2 separate regions of the Mus musculus genome follow, and region 1 is linked to region 2. The links are chromatin contacts, called in public Hi-C maps. All regions are on one chromosome and are shown on one strand. Each heading gives the region's core, a stretch centred on a gene start, on an enhancer-like site or on the middle of the called end of the contact. The rest is flanking DNA. Distances are from core to core; before and after follow the strand shown.

Region 1 (5,399 bases), core at 759-3,258, 130 kb before region 2:
CTATGTGCTCATGAATTTGTAATCCTTCTGCCCGAGTCTCCCAAGCAGCTAGGTTTACAGCCATGAACCACCAGTCACTGTCCTCTATCTTTGAGCATCTGAGCAGACTAGGCTGGCCTTGAACTCATGAAGATCCTTCTGTCTCTGCCTCCCTAGCATTAGGAATAAAGGCCAGTGCCATCACTACCACCCGGCTCAAATTAAAAAAAAAAAAAAAAAAATTCAGGCAACTCTAACAAGGATGCTCCAGGGGATCCAACACCCTCACACAGACATATGCAGGCAAAATACAATGCACACAAAATAAAGATAAATAAGTTAGGACTGGAGAGATGGCTCAGTGTCTAAGAACACTGACCTTCCAAGGTCCTGAGTTCAACTCCCAGCAACCACGTGTTGGCTCACAACCATCTGTAATGGGATCTGATGCCCTCTTCTGGTGTATCTGAAGAGAGTGACAGTGTACTCACATACATTAAATAAATACATCTTAAAGAAATAAATAAATTATTTCAAAAAATGTTTTTAGAAATCAGTTGAGTATTTTGGAGGTATGTATGTCTAGGCCTGGGGTAAACCTCAGGCATTGTTCTTCAAGTGTCTTATTTTTGAAGATAAATTCTTTCATTGGGACTTGTGGCTAGCCAGTAAACTCTGGTGATCCACCTGGATTTGTGTCCCCAGTGATCAGATTTTCACTTCATATCACCATACCTAGCATGTTACATAGAAGCTGGATTTGAACTCAGGTCCTCAGGATTGTTCAACATTGATATTTAACTCACTGGACTATCTTCTCAGCTCCCTGACTTACTTATTAGTCTGTGGTGTGAGTAGCACTTAGAAGTGCTTCCTGAAGCCAGGGGCCACTTAACACATGTGACTGACACGCAAGGCATGACTTCTAGGCATTTTCAGTAACAGCAGCTGTGAGCTCTTGTAACCAATGCACAGAGCACATAGGGGCTGGTTCACTTAGGTCTCCAGGGTGGGGCAACAGGATCAGACTGATGGATCTCAGAGGTTATTTTAAAAAAAAAAGGCTAAAGTTCACAGGCTTTGACCCTCCTCAGAATGCATGCATTTTGAGAAAGAACCTACTTTTAGAACTAAAGGAGTATGCCAGTTATTGCAAGTTCTGTGGCATTCCAAAAAGTTTTACAAATATTATAATAATATATGTAGAGAAATGTGGTGCCTCAAAATTGGTGTCTCATCTGCCCAGGCTCTCCTCCATAGTTAGCCAATGCTGTTAGTTTCTTCCTCACAAGATTAGAGGATTTTATTTCACATGACAGAGGGAACGCCAGTAGGATGCAAGTATTATTGGTTTTTTTTTTGTGTGTGTGTGTGTAACTTTTATGGTTTTTTTGGTAAATACTTATGTATTCTTTTAAAATACTTTGTGTGTGTGTGAGAGTCACATGTGTGTGTGTGTGTGCAGGTGCCTGAAGAGGCCAGAAGAGAGCCTTGGATCCCCTGGAGTGGAGTAATAGGGGTGAGCCATTTTACATGTGTGCTGAGATCAGCCTTGGGTCCTGTGCAAGAGCAGTACACATTCTTAGCTGCCGAACCACCTGAATTTATTTTCTAACATTACAGAGCTGAGCCAACAAGATGGTCTAAGCCATGAATCACTTTTTACCAAATCTGACTAGCTGAACTCAGTTCCTGGAAGCCATGTGGTAAAAGAGAACTGGCTCCCACAAGTTGTTCTCTGACCCCTCCACAGGCATGGTGTGGCTCATGCTCGCGCGCGCGCGCGCGCGCGCACACACACACACACACACACACACACACACACACATGAATGAGTCAATGGCTATAATAAAATTTAAAAACCCTGTCTAGTGTTGTGTTGCGTGGATGCATTGTATTTCGGGTTATCAGTCTTCCGGTAATAGACACTTATGTAGCTTCCAATGTTTTGCTCCTATAGAGAGTGCTACAGTGAGTAACTTTATGTATGTGTCATTTCACATAAATGCAATCCTGTCTTCGGGATAAATTCCCAGAAATGCAATTGTCAGTGCTAACAGTTTCACTTGTTAAGGGCAATTTGTAGTTCCCTTTTCTGTGTAATACCTAAATGCCCCTCTTCCCACTGGTTATTGGTCTGTTTTTCTGCATAACTACTTCCTCCTCTTCCTCCTCCTCCTCCTCCTCCTCCTCCTCCTCTTCCTCCATTATTTCCTGTTCTGGGAATAGAACCCAGGCCCTTTCATAAGATAGGCAAAAACTATCATTATGCTACACCCTTAGCCTCTCTGCTGACCTAAGAATTGTACAGATCTTGTAAACACACACACACACACACACCATGAAGGCTGGCCCCTGGTCTTGTAAGTTGTTGGGTGTTGTAAAGTTGGTGGATAAGGCTCAATGGTGCCAATTTGTACTTCGAGTGTACATGTCCTTGCCACTGAGCCAACATTGTATTGCTGTGGTTTTGGCTCTCTGCCCATCTGATAGGAGAGAAATAAATAGTTTTTCAGTGTCATTAGATTTGACATTTGTCTCACTGTGTGTGAGAGGAAGGCTGGATGTCTAGTCTTATCAAGAGCCATTTGTATGTGACTGCTTCAGGGAGCAGTCTGACATTCGGGTACTGCCCAATTTCTTGGTCATTTTTCTGTCTGTTTCTTTACTTGCATGCTTGGTGTACCAGGAAGTTCAACCCTTTTGTGGTTTCAATTGCTGTTTTTCTTCCTGGGTTGTCATTTAGCTTTGACTTTCATTCATGCTGAATGTGTTTCCCCCGCGGAGAAGTTTTATGTAGTGTGAGATGACCCCATCTTTTTCTTCTCTGCCTTCTGCAGAAGGTCAAGTCCCTGGTAGAAAGGCCTTGTGGCTCCAAAATTACATCGGGATTCTGCCATGCATTTTTTCTAGGACTGTAACAGCTTCGTCTTATCGCATCTAAATCTTTGATCTGTTTGGACTATTTCCTGGGGTATAGTGGGAGGTATGCATCCAACTTTATCATTTTCCAGATGGCTGACAAGAGATATTTTTTAGCAGGGAGCTAGTCCAAAACACAGCAGAGAACACTTTCTTCAGGAAAAGGTCACATGCCTTAGCAGAAGGTGTGCGGATTATAGTACGGAGCAGTTTTCTTTAATTAGCAAGGATTCATTTGTTCAACAAATATTTTCCAAGTGCCCATGCTATGCTAGGGACTTTTCTAGATACTAAGGCTAGAAAAAAATAGACCAGTGTCCTTTGTTTTGTTTTATTTTGTTTAGTTTGCTTGGTTGGAGGTATAAGTCCCCCACCCCCACCCCCCACTCTCCCCACCCACCCCCATGCTAGTCTGGAAGTCTCTACCTAGCTGAGGTAACCTTGAACTTGTGCCAGTCTTGCTGTCTCAGCCTCCCAGGCACTGGAATTGTAGACACGGGCCACCATGCCGGGCTAATCCCTGCTTCTGTAAGGTGGAGACAGATAACAGATAAATAAGTAAAAAAACAATTTATCTCAAGCTGGATAGAGGAACTGAATGAAGTGGTCAGTTCCTACGACTGGGTAACTAGCTGAGCCTAACTTGGAGATTCTGTGGGTCAGGGTTTCGACAAGGTCTAGTGCATGTGCGGGGGGGGGGGGGGGGGGGGGGGGGCTTTCTCTGTCCTTCAGATGGGAGATTCTAAGGCTGGACCCTGGAGCGGTCTGAAGACTACCAGTCGCCCATCTGGTGGTCAGTGCTGGCTGCCGAATGGGGATGAGGATGGCGTCTCCCATTCTTTTTCTCTTTTAAAAATTAATGTATTATGTATGCAGTGTTCTGTCTGCATATATGCCTGCACACCAGAAGGTGGCGCCAGATCTCATTATAGATAGTTGGAAGCCACCATGTGGTTGTGGGATTTGAACTCAAGACCTTCCGAATAGCAGTGCAGTGCTCCTAACCTCTCTGAGTCATCTCTCCCAAGCTTTCTGTCTCTGTTGTTGTTTTTTTGTTTTGTTTTTTGTTTTTGTTTGTTTGTTTGTTTTTTGAGACAGGGTTTCTATGCATTGCCCTGGCTGTCCTGGAACTCACTCTGTAGTGGCCTTGAACTCAGAAATCCACCTGCCTCTGCCTCTGCCTCCCAAGTACTGGGATTAAAGGCGTGTGCCACCACTGCCTAGCCCTTTCTGTCTCTTGACAGGCTCTTACTAGGCAGCCCAGGTTGGCCTTGAGTGATATTCCTGCCTTAGCCTAGGGCTGGGATTACAAATGTGAGCCACCCCGCCCTGCTTGCTAGGGTGAGTTTTAATGCAGGTGCTGAATTATAGATTACTGTAGTTTGCTAGTCCAGGTACTTTATTTATTTATTTATTTATTCATTTATTCATTTGAGACAGGGTCTTGCTCTGTAGCTCTGGCTGGCCTGGAACTCACAGAGATCTCCTGCCTCTGACTTTGAGTACTAAGCCCTGGGAGTAAAGGTATATGCTACCAAGCCTGGCAATCCTGCTGTTTTCTGTAAGAGATATGATCCATGTCCAGCCCATACTCTAGGGAAGGAAACTCACCCCTTCTGAGTTGGGGAACGGCTCTTTTTTTTGGTGGTGGTGGGGGGGTTGAGACAGAGTTTCTTTGTATAGCCCTGGCTGTCCTGGAACTCACTTTGTAGACCAGGCTGACCTTGAATTTAGAAATCTGCCTGCCTCTGCCTCCCAAGTTCTGGAATTAAAGGTGTGCGTCACCACGCCCGGCTGTGGCCTTTTTAAAAAATGTATCTGAATACACTGTAGCTGTCTTCAGACATACCAGAAGAAGGCATCATATCCCATTACAGATGGTTGTGAGCCACCATGTGGTTGCTGGGAATTGAACCCAGGACCTCTGGAAGAGGGGTCAGTGCTCTTAACTGCTCAGCCATCTCTCCAGCCCTACAGTGACCACATTTTATAAAAACATAACAACATAACTTGTTCTTTTTTTTTTTTTTTTTTTTGGTTTTTCGAGACAGGGTTTCTCTGTGTAGCCCTGGCTGTCCTGGAACTCACTCTGTAGACCAGGCTGGCCTCAAACTCAGAAATCCACCTGCCTCTGCCTCCCGAGTGCTGGAATTAAAGGTGTGCGCCACCACGCCCGGCAATTTGTTCTCCTTAAAGAGAAGAGGGACTGGCGTGAAGTGAAGGTAGTGATAGGGGACCAGGGACATTTGACCTGAAAGAAATGAAGAAGCCCTGAGGCTACCTGCTGTTTCAGTCAGAGTAGACATCAAAGACACAGGCCAGGAAGGCTGAGTGTAGACTGAGTGTGGAGTGAGAAGACATGGGAGCCATGTAGACAGATGGAAGCAGATTACTGCTATAGACAGACCTCAGAATGTCTTCCTTCTGAATGAATCAGGAAACTATTAACAAACTTCACATTACCACAGGGAAGTTCCAGAGATACTTAATTTCCAAAG
Region 2 (5,450 bases), core at 1,946-4,445:
GCAGTGACTCAACTGGCTTCTTGTGTATGGCCATGTCATGGATGTTCCTGGGCTTGCTTCATGCCAAAGTGGGGAGAAGCTATAAACTCCGGGTGCCTTAGGCTCTAAAGACAGACTAAAATTCAAGGACTTTTTGGGTAGAGTTCTCTCTCACGAAATGAAGCCTCTGAGGTCTGAGAACCTTCTCTGCCTTTACCTGTCCTATTCCCGGGTGCAAGCTCCCCTTTCACTCTTGGCTGTGGCTGTCTTTATTTCTCCAAGGTCTAGCTCAAAAGGCTACCTCCTTGTGATGCGTGTCCTCATTTTTACCCTGTGGGGACCCTGAGTTTTTTTTTTTCTCCCTGAGACGCTCCATGTTCAGTTCATCTCAGTTCAACTGTGAATTGACATCATCATATCTGATCGGTGGCTTACGATTTTTTTCACGGTATATTGGGCTGTCTTGCCCACCCATTTGAAGAAGGTAATGTTTGCTTGGCTTACAGGTAGTGGTATGCTGGGAGAACAGCTGTCTGGGAGAAAAAAAAAAGCACCTGATGCATTGAGCCAGACAGATCCCAAGGTGTAAATATTCCCACCATGGTCACTGTCAAGCTAGAATGATTTACATGTCATTTATAAATCATGTAATGATTTATAAAGGTGAAGGCAGGCTCTCTTGAGGCAGAGTTAGTAAACCAGCTTGCTGGTCCTGGATCTTCTTAAATGTTTGCACTTAGTAGGTGTGCCTAGCTACAAACCCTTGGAGATAATATTCCATTCTGACTTTTTTTTTTTTTTTTTTTTTTTTTTTTAGGGGTGGGGGAGTGAGTAGGATGGAGTTCTCTTCTAAAGCCCTTGCTTTGTTCTAGAAAGAGTCAGAATGGGAGTCAGGGAAAGCCTTTTCAAGCAGACCTGCTGACGTTCCTTCCCTGCTCCCTGTATCTAATGCTTCTTGGAGACTTGACTTTGGTAAAGAACTGGGGCTGTCCCTTCATTGACTGGAGTTGGAATAGGGAAGGAGCGACTTCAGGAAGCTCTAAGCCTGGATCTCCAGAGACCCTGCCTCTTAATGTGCTTCTCTTAGGCTTTGGACTTCTGCCAGTTCTCCTGTAGGAAGCCCAGACTACCATGCTTACACCATCCTGCAGAGAGCCACATTGTGGGAAGCAGAGACGCACCATTTCTCACCAGTGATCCCAGACCAGCTAGTCCACAAGAGCCCAGTAACAGGCCAAAGATACCCAAGTGAGTCAGCTGGGAGCAAAGGAGTCACCCAGCCAAGCCCGACCTGCATGGCTGATTGTAAGCTATTATGTTCTAACCACTAAAATTTTTGCATTTTGTGGTTACTGTTGTTTAGAAAGCAGAAGCTAGCTGATAAAGCATTCTTACATTTATTGTTTTGTTTTTGTCTTTTGAGACAAGGTCTGTTTGTGGTCCTGGCTCTCCTGGCTCCCGAGATACAGATCAACTGGCCTCGAACTCACGGAGATCCTACTGCCTCTGCCTTCTAGTGTTGGGATTAGAGGTATGTGTCACCATGCCTAGCCCATCCTTGTACTTATTAGGAGTTTAGCTTCTGGCTGGATTACCCATCTCAGAGTGAAGTAAAGATGGCAGCTTGTTCTCTACTGTCAGACAAGGACTTTAGCAAAATCGGCCCCCCCTAGCTCCAGTCTTCTGGAAGATTCTTACCACACCCTAAAGAGCCCACAGGAACCCTGACATGTTTAAATTGCTGACAAGGTGGGTGTGGAGGAAGCAGCTATAATGAAGAAGAAACCTTTCTTCTACAAGAAAGAGAAACCTTAGGCTCTTGCTGAGACAACAGGGAAGGAGCCCAGAGAGCAGGATCCCATGGAAGAGTCACACAGGATGTGGACACTGATCAGACCTGACCTGGCCTGGTCTTTGACTTTGCCTGTGTCATCACGCCTGGGGTTGGAACTGCCCCACCCCCACCCATGAAGACTCCGTCGCCCTTTCCAGGAAATGTACAGACAAGAGCAGGAAACTGTTGAGTCGCCTATTTTTCTTTCCCTGCAAAATGGTTTTATTATTTTCGTTGAACAAAAACATCCTAATGTATTGAGGATGGAGAAGAGAAAGACACCCAGACCTTAAAATAGACTCAATACGCCTGTACTTTTGGCTGGAGCATCCTTGCCTGTATCCTGGGAAAGGATATCTGAAAAACTGGAACTCCACCCATTCTGCCCTCTAGGTTTGAGCTGTCGAAACTCCCTGGTGGCAAAAGGGCACTCTAGATCAGGGGAAGCAGCCTTCGAAACAGCCTTGTGGCTGCTCTGGGGGGCCCTGTGGTTTCTCTTTAGCCATCTGGGGGACCTTGAGTAAATGACCCAACCCCTCTGATAGTCTGTGTAACATGGGGAAGACAAGAGAGTTCTATCTTCCTACTCTCTTCCTTTGCTCTCTCCCTTATCCATAGGCTGTTTCCCACAAGTCTGAAGGCACCAGTGCTACAGATGGAGGTGTGTGTAAATTTGGTTCCATTGCTGCGTACCCACTGTGATAACATGGATGCAGTGATGGTACCACACTCAGATGGTGCCACAGTTTATATATGTGTCTGTATGCATAATATAATGTGTGTGTATAATATATGTATGCATATACACATCTACTATCTATCTATAGATAGATAATATGCATATGCTCAGAACTTTGGTGCATTTTCTATTTTTCCCTATAAAACTTTTCTTGGGGGTTATATATAGGAACATCTTTGGTGCTTAGTGTAGAGGGTTGTGGCAGGATAGACTGAAACAATGGTTTGGAGCCTGCAGCAGACATCAGTTTCTCTGCTAGAGTGAGGTTCCAGGTCAGATCGCTCAAGAACTGATGCGAAGGGGGCGGGGGAGGGGGGTTGGGGGAGGATGGGGGGGGGGGGAAGCGGTTAGCCAACCTGTTCTTCAGGCCACAGGTCATTTTCTAACCTTAACGTTTTTTCCATGGCTGCTCTCTTCTGTTGGGGACAGCCCACCACAGCCTTCTTCCTTGCTGCTCTTCCTTTTATTGAGATCTGGATCTCATATTCAAAGGCCTTGGCGGAGCCAGTCTCCCTGTTTTAGGTAGGCAGTGGAGACAGTGAACTTGATATTTCTCTCCTTAGGCTGGGAGTAAGGATACACTGCCTGCTTGCAGGGCCCCGAACTCTTTGGACTACATTTCCCAGAATCCCTGAATCACTGTTTTCCTGGTGGGCGCAGCCAATGGGAGACAGCAGCAGAGGATTGGCGCTCTGAGGGAGGGAGAAGCAGAGGTGGGAGGTGGGTCTGCTCCAACCATCTCTGCTGAGGGTGGTGGTCTCCTCCTCCTCAGTTCCAGGTTCCAGCTGGAGACACTACTCCCTTCTCCTTTGTGCCTTCAGCCCGAGGAAGCAGCAGTTTCGAGCAGATTACAATCTCTGGGTTCTAAGTCCTCCGATTCAGGTTTCTAGCTGGTCTGTCATCTTTTAGCTAGGCTATTGTGTTAATTCATTATTGAACTGTTCAGCCTTGGCTCTGTTTCTCTGATGGGATTCTGCCTGCTCCAACTATCGTGACAGTCATCAAAGAAGACAGTGTGCCTCTGTATCCACAGATTCTAGCAACAGAGGATTAAAAACATCTCTACCAAATACATATAGACGTTTTTCTTGTCATTTCCCTCTAAACAGTACAGTTTAACAACCATTTTCATAGCACTGACATTGGACTAGGTGATATGAGTCATCTAGAGATGGTTTAAAATATGGTGGTAGGTAATATACAAGGATGTCACTGTTTTAATAATTTGAGTGTGTGTGATGTGTGTGTGTGTGATGTGTGTGTGTGTGTGTGATGTGTGTGTGTGTGTGTGTGTGTGTGTGTGGCGTACTCATGCAGGTGACATAGCATAAGCGTCAGAGACTGTCAGTGGACAACCATGTCAATTATAGGGGTTGAATCCCGGTTTGTGGACCTTGTTCAACAGCAAGGACAAATGCCTTTGATGCTGAGCTATCCCAGCAGGCACCACTATCATTTCCATAAGAGGTTTGAGCATCCCTGCATTTGGATGTCCTGTAACCAGTGCTCCTTGACACCAAGGGCTGAACATATCTGAATGTTCTCACCATGTAACTTTGATGGCCAAAAGTTTCAGAGGACTTTTTCTATGGCAATTTACAGTTGAATCTTCCCTGGACGGTGATGCCTAGAAGGTCTCTGGTAGATTGTTAGCAACAATGCCTATACCTATTTTCCTGAGGGTCAAACCCTTTTACAGCTTGCTCCCTCCGTTCTCTTTTTCAGACAAGGTTTCTATGGTAGCACAGGCCAGCCCTTTCTAGCTTCACTAGTATACCGTACAGGTGTGTACCACTTCCCCGGGTTCAGAGTTCAAACACAACCCTTCTTCCGAGGGACAGATGAAGTCTTATTTCCTACTTCTTGAAGCTGGAGCCCTTATGATTTGGCTAACAGAAGGTGGCAGAGGCAAGCCTATGGCCCAAGAGGCCCAACAGGTTTCCATATAACCTGCCTCAGATGGCCGGCCTGCTGGAGGACAAGAAGACAGGGAGTAAACAACCTCCCTATCAGAGCCTATCTTGGACCAGTCAGACCCCAGACAAGCTGGTGGTGCCTCCAGATGTGTGCGGGAGGCCCAAGGGAAGCAGGCTGAGGCCAGACCAGACGTGGGAGTAAACCAAACATGCAGCAAAGAACACATAGCAGCAGAGAATGTCATTCATGTCCTCGAGCTTCTGGCTCCGAATCCACTCTGTGTCTAGCGCTACCCAGTACCAACAAGGGCCACCTAGGCGGCAGTGAGGCAGTCCAGTAGAGCTGGCTCTGACCTCAATGGCTGGCCAAAGAAGACATATATAGGCAGTTAAAGAATGGAGTCAGCTCGTTAAGTTTAAGATGCAGATGCTGAACGGAGTGCCCAGCTCCTGCAGCAATCTCTGCTGCTCAGGTGAGGTATCCTGAGGCAGGACTCTGTAGGGTGAGCTGCCCTGGTCCTCTTCTGTACTTCAAAGTGAGGCGGAGAAACGCTGCTGGTAGCTTGCTCCAAGCATCTTTGCTTATCTTACCCCTGACTAGATATGATGTGGGCTCACTTGTGCTGGCTTTCCTTGATGGCTTATCTACGCAGAAATCATTGGATGGGATCCTGGTCCAGCAGGAAGGCATTGCCTTTCACCTCCATTTCACTGCCATGTCCAGTTCTATCTCATGCCGAGGCAGGTCATTTATGATTGGCTTGCAGACAGCAGCTCGGTGGCTACCCTTTGGGACTGTTAGTAATAGCTACTGGACCTGCAGGGCGCCTTCTAGAATAGTTTATGGAATCATCTAGATGGTTGTGTCCCTGGATGAACAAGCTCCTTACTTGATGGAGAGGGGGCACAGTGGAATGGGGGCTCTGCAATGCTTCTGGCTATGGCAGGACTTTTCTTACCTGGGCTACCTAGAGTCACTGTA

What was found. Hi-C and Micro-C count contacts between places; a contact is called where the count stands out from the background.
Region 1: a contact with region 2 is called in a Hi-C map of bone marrow-derived macrophages, with 2.3 times the contacts expected there. The contact joins two enhancer-like sites. A contact is called at or near these places in 4 of 484 Hi-C or Micro-C datasets (bone marrow-derived macrophages, macrophages, nephron progenitors and 1 more) and 2 of 115 datasets of contacts at active chromatin or transcription factors (bone marrow-derived macrophages and pancreatic cancer cells).

The regions. Positions count from the first base shown.
Region 1 is chr2:144,297,545-144,302,943 of GRCm38.p6, reverse strand. No RefSeq gene overlaps it. Among named protein-coding and RNA genes, the nearest start is that of Mgme1, 29 kb to the right of the region's middle. Within about 2 kb of position 2,008, at least 68 of the 459 cell types and tissues checked have an H3K27ac peak or open chromatin away from gene starts, as enhancers often do. A contact at or near this core is called in bone marrow-derived macrophages and regulatory T cells, where this site is marked.
Region 2 is chr2:144,170,361-144,175,810 of GRCm38.p6, reverse strand. All of the region lies in intron 2 of Banf2os (a long non-coding RNA gene), which reads left to right. Gm5535 (predicted gene 5535) reads left to right here. Exons shown (of 4, transcript NR_136884.1): 3 at 1,067-1,284; 4 at 1,408-2,661. Among named protein-coding and RNA genes, the nearest start is that of Gm5535, 16 kb to the left of the region's middle. Within about 2 kb of position 3,195, at least 193 of the 459 cell types and tissues checked have an H3K27ac peak or open chromatin away from gene starts, as enhancers often do. A contact at or near this core is called in bone marrow-derived macrophages and regulatory T cells, where this site is marked.